Regions from separate parts of the Sus scrofa genome. Here region 2 is linked to region 1. The links are chromatin contacts, called in public Hi-C maps. All regions are on one chromosome and are shown on one strand. Each heading gives the region's core, a stretch centred on a gene start, on an enhancer-like site or on the middle of the called end of the contact. The rest is flanking DNA. Distances are from core to core; before and after follow the strand shown.

Region 1 (2,769 bases), core at 185-2,684:
GTTTATTTTTGAGAATGAAGGACATATAAGCATGCTTATAGGTGGGAAGGAGTCTATGAAATAAGAGAAATCTGAATGTTTTTGAAGGTTGTTTCTAGAAAAAAACAAGATGGAGAAAACGTCGGAGTCATGTAATTTATCTTTGAAAAGACAGTGATATCCGTCACTTAAGACAGAGGATTATTGTTATAAATAAAGACAGTTGAGTTTGCAGACAGAAAATCTGAGTCATACTGGATGACCACTTTTCTCTTAGTAAAGTATAAATTAGTATTTATGCAAAGAATGAAGGGGCCATGGTAATCTTTAGGATGAGGGTGAAGATTTGAGGAGCAAAATAAGAAAAAATAAAGAGTCCACTGTGGGTAAGGGAGATGATTAAAATCAAGAGCCTTCTTTTTTTTTTTTTTTGGTCTTTTTGCCATTTCTTGGGCCGCTCCCATGGCATATGGATGTTCCCAGGCTAGGGGTCGAATCGGAGCTGTAGCCGCCAGCCTACGCCAGAGCCACAGCAACACAGGATCCGAGCCGCGTCTGCAACCTACACCACAGCTCACGGCAACGCGGGATCCTTAACCCACTGAGCAAGGCCAGGGATCGAACCTGCAACCTCATGGTTCCTAGTCGGATTCGTTAACCACTGCGCCACGACGGGAACTCCTTTTTTTTTTTTTTTCCCAGTCTTTTTAGGGCTGCACCCAGGCATATGGTGGTTCCCAGGCTCGGGGTTGAATCAGAGCTGTAACCACCGGCCTACACAACAGCCACAGCATCACAGGAGCCAAGCCACATTTGAGACCTACTACACCACAGCTCACCGCAATGCCAGATCCTTAACCCACCGAGCAAGGCCCGAGATCAAACCTGCATCCTCATAGAATACAAGTCAGATTCATTTCCACTGAGCCACGGCAGGAACTCCTCGAGCCTCCTTAGCATTGAGAAAAAACAAAAGATATAAAATACCCTCCTGTTTCAAAAGTGAAGTTGAAAGAGCTGTTTGAAAGCTGTGTGTGTGTGTGTGTGTGTGTGTGTGTGTGTGTTGATCAATAGTCCAAAGTCTTTCTAGAGGGTATAAACTTGTCCATGTTGATGAGAACAAGAAAAAATTACTTTGGGAATATTGAGCTTCCAGGAGAAAAGTGTGCTTGCCCTTCTCTTTAATCTTAGTGTAAATGTCTCCAAGAGGCTACTCTGATTGCTGATATACTTTCCTTTGAGTCTAAGCAATAAAGGGACTAGGTGATCCACTCTTTGTTTTGCAAAGTTGAGATTACTTTCATTGATTTGGATTTGATACATTACATCCCTATGGATGCTAAAAGTGAGGTGCTGATGCTCTGTCTGCCTGCCTGGGGCCTGAACATTGAAAGATGGCTTTGTTGGGCATGAACTTATATACCAATCAGAACAGAGGTGAACCTTATGGGATGGAGCTGGTCTGGGAATCCATCCAATGGGACTTCCTGCCAGGAGCAAAGCCAGTTCTACACTGTCAGCTGAGGGATAGGGTATAAATGCAAACCAGAAATACAGCATTGCAGTTAAGTGTTCTGGGTATTTCCAGCAAGCACAGGAAAGCACCCCAAGAAGGGAACAAGTTGGTATTGACCACCCATCAGTCCCAGAGAGTACCAATATGTAATTACCATCAAGAAAGGCCCTTCCACTGCCAGTTTTCTCATCGTCATTGGTGAAATCAGCACATGTGCCCTGGTAACTGGAGTCAATGTGAGATCAGGAGAAAAAAGCTCCGAGAGTGAGATAGAGCTCTGTCACGCTCATACTAAATACCTGAAGTTTCTCAGCCTGGAGCAATGCCAAGCTGGTAATGAGATTATAGATGAAATTAAGCCTAGACTTTTCGTGGATAACAGATTCATTATTTTATTTGATTAACTGAGGTTGCTTTTAGGTTTAGAAATTGTATATAAAAAGATAAACGGAAAATTTATGGAACCTCTATGGCTTAAAGTTGTATTTAAATATGATTAATAGACAAGCCAACTAAAGAGTGATTTAAACAGATTGCAGGTTTATTTTCTCTCAAAATAGAAAACTGGACGTGGGCAACTCAAGAGATTTCTCAAAGTCCCATTCTGTTCCTTTTGTATTCATCTCACTAGATGACCCTTGCTCAAGGGGGAGTAAGAGATGGAGTTTTTTAGCTGGGACATTGTCTCTCCTACAGAATTGTGGTACTCAGTTAAAATGTGGATCCAGCCAGCCTGAGTCTGTGTCAAGACCTTTTCAAGATTTAATGTGAATTTTAGTAAAGACAGTCTAGAGAAAATTCATTTTGAAGGATCAGAGGAAAGAAAGGAAAACTTTGCTTTTTTTTGTTTTTTTCTACAGAGTCCCATTCTTTCTATATAATGATTGCATATATAATCAATTTAACTTTCTCTAACAAAGCCTGACACAGTGCGAACAGGAGGTGAATGAAAGGACTGTCAAATCCACCTTGGATTAAGATTTATCAGAGTAAATTTTATAAACTTACTCTGGAGGGATACGTAGGAATTAGTCAGCAGTAGTTGATTTATTTGAAATCATGAACTGTGATAGGTGGAGTCTGATAATGGTTTAAGAGAGTAAACATTTCTATGTATATAAAATGTATGTTTATTGAGAACAATGGAGAAACAAGAAATTGTGGTAAATTAAAGAAATTAAAGAAATTAAGGATTCTGGGTAATAAAGAAGGTTGAGGCATCCATGAATGGGTGGGTTACTTAAATAGAGAAGAGTGAAAGTCTTTGGAGTTTT
Region 2 (2,700 bases), core at 121-2,620, 65 kb after region 1:
ATTTTCAGTGAAATACTTTGTAGCTACATAAATGTTCCCTGAACAAAATACATTGACTGAAAGGTATATACTAGATAACTAATTATTTTTAGCTTCTGCTGCTTTAATTACTAATGAAGAGAAAAGTGAAGGAAACAAAGGAGGCATCACTATAGCAGTGCCTTTTGTGTTTATTTTGTTTTGTTTTGTTTTGTTTTAAGGAGATGGGCCTATAAATACTTGAAATGTATTAGTCTATTGAATCATGACTCAGTGGAGCTAAAATTTTACTTCCCTTATTTTGTATTCATATACACTTGATCTTTTTTTTAGAACATACTCTTAATTTATCATATTTTCCCCCATATAGCTTCATTTGACTAACCTATTGGTACTTGGAGGCAATAAGATCTAGTTTCTACTAGCAGTCTACTCTTAAATGTATTTTACTTTCTTGATATAATAGTATTTCTAAATTCTTTTGATCTCAAAGAAATTAGAGAAGGGAGAAAAGAGATGGATTTAACTAACACTGTTGTAGAAATAAGCATAGCTTACGAGCACTTCTGTTGGGTTGCTGTTCTCTTTTCATCAGTCGAATGTATTGGTTCCTACCATTATTAAAAGGAGCCTCCTAAGAATATATTATTTAGTAATATTTTACTTACCTTAAAATGTCTATCCTAATACATCATTCACCTACGTGATGATATTTTTTTTTGCTTCATTCAGTAAAAAGTTTGTTGCACATAAGTTTTGTGTTGGGTATTGTAATGACTTTTGAGAATAATTCAGTTGCCATGATTGTCCTCAACATCTAGCCTATCTGCTGAGACGGATCCATCAGAGTCAACTGCATGTGTGGTGTTGAGCAAAGACAGATTTCTGGTCAGCAAACATTTAATGAATGTCTCTAGAGTGGCAGGCAGAGTGATAGCCCTGAAGATACAAATCTGTCTAAAGCCTAGATTGTTCCTCTAAAAGAACATGGAGACTATTCTGGCAAGTGGAGGTATAGGCATGTGGTTTGTATAGACCACGGCTCTTAAAATTATATTCATGGTCCTGGATAGCACAGAGGAAGGAGTGGTTGCCTGTGCTGGGCTAGAAATAAGGAGGTACTGCTACTACCTGACCTATGGAATAATGAATGAAAAACATGTTTGCCAACAAAAAGAACGTAACTTGGTGGGAGTAGAGAAACTCTGTAGTATGAAGAAATTGTTTTTTTCTTCTTCTTTTTTTTTTTTTTTTTTTTTTTGGTAGTAACGCAAAATATCATGTTAAAAATTTTTTTTTTTTTTTTTTTTTTTCAAATGGCACACAACTGTAGAGGGACTTTAAATGGATCCTGTTGGTTTTTAAAAATATTTACTCCAGGAGTGCAGACTGGAAAGGGCTAAGGCCAGAGGCTAGACAACTTCTCATTAACAAAAACTTTCCCTGTTAAGGACCCATGGGCCCATGGCCTCTGGCCCCTTGTTGACAATTGGCAGGGTATTTATTCAACTTCATTCTTCAAGTACCTTTAATTTCCTGGACCCTGAGGCTATAAAGAGACTATGACACAGTCCTTCTCATAGGCAACTTCTGGCAGACAAGTGTAAAAATGATTCATAGCCTCCTTCCCTGAGGTTGTTAACGATGATCTTTAGCTATGTTGGACTTACCGAAGACCTTTCTTCAATTTGCCTTTTTTTTTTTTTTTTTTCCCTCCACTTAAATAAACTTTATATAGATCTTCATTGCCTATATCTAATGGACGTCTAAAAATTATACATCATATTTCTACAGCAGATTATAAAAGTCAAGCTATAGAAAGAGTGAAATATATGTCAAAGTGTTCTGGGTCTGTGAGCTTTGGGTCCTTGGAGGTACTTTGTGTTCACCGTAGAATAGCTACAGACAGAATAGATGGCAAAGCCTTACGACACTTAGGCATTTTCAAGTCTACTGACTTTGGTCTTTAAAGTTTTCTGTTAAGAACTAATCTGCTTACTCCATGCCACTAATCATTAGGGAAATGAAAATCAAAACCACAGTGAGCTATCACCTCAAACCTGTCAGAATGATTGTTATTAAAAAGCCAAGAAATAACAAGTGACGTGGAGAAAAGGGAGCATGGGAAAGTAAATTGGTGCAGCCACTGTGGGAAACAGTATGGAGATTCCTCAAAACATTAAAAATAGAACTATTATATGATAGAGTAATTCTATTCCTAGGAATTTACCTGAAGAAAACAAAAACAATAATTAGAAAAGATGGATGCGCCCTTATGTTCACTGCAGTGTTATTTACAGTAGAAAAGATATGAAAGCGACCGAAGGGCCCATCAATAGGAAAATGGAAAAAGATGTAGTATGTATATACCCAATGGAATACTTCTCAGCCATAAAAAAATAATGAAATCTTGCCATTGGCAATGACAAGAATAGACCTAGAGGGGATTAGGCTGAATGGAATAAGTCAGATAGAGAGGTAAATACTGTGTGATTTTACTTACATGTGGAATCTCAAAAACAAAAGAAATGAACAAACATAACAAAACAGAAATAGGAGTTCCCGTTGTGGCACAGTGGTTAACGAATCCGACTAGGAACCATGAGGTTGCGGGTTCGATCCCTGCCCTTGCTCAGTGGGTTAACGATCCGGCATTGCCGTGAGCTGTGGTGTAGGTTGCAGACGTGGCTCGGATCCTGCGTTGCTGTGGCTCTGGCGTAG

Evidence for each region. A called contact is a pair of places that touch in the nucleus more often than the background predicts.
Region 2: a contact with region 1 is called in a Hi-C map of skeletal muscle, with 2.0 times the contacts expected there. The contact joins two enhancer-like sites. A contact is called at or near these places in 5 of 47 Hi-C or Micro-C datasets (heart right ventricle, liver and skeletal muscle).

Annotation. Positions count from the first base shown.
Region 1 is chr9:97,889,862-97,892,630 of Sscrofa11.1, forward strand. The region is part of intron 3 of CACNA2D1 (calcium voltage-gated channel auxiliary subunit alpha2delta 1); the gene reads left to right. Among named protein-coding and RNA genes, the nearest start is that of CACNA2D1, 110 kb to the left of the region's middle. Within about 2 kb of position 1,435, at least 2 of the 83 cell types and tissues checked have an H3K27ac peak or open chromatin away from gene starts, as enhancers often do. A contact at or near this core is called in skeletal muscle, where this site is marked.
Region 2 is chr9:97,954,666-97,957,365 of Sscrofa11.1, forward strand. The region is part of intron 3 of CACNA2D1 (calcium voltage-gated channel auxiliary subunit alpha2delta 1); the gene reads left to right. Among named protein-coding and RNA genes, the nearest start is that of CACNA2D1, 170 kb to the left of the region's middle. Within about 2 kb of position 1,371, at least 2 of the 83 cell types and tissues checked have an H3K27ac peak or open chromatin away from gene starts, as enhancers often do. A contact at or near this core is called in skeletal muscle, where this site is marked.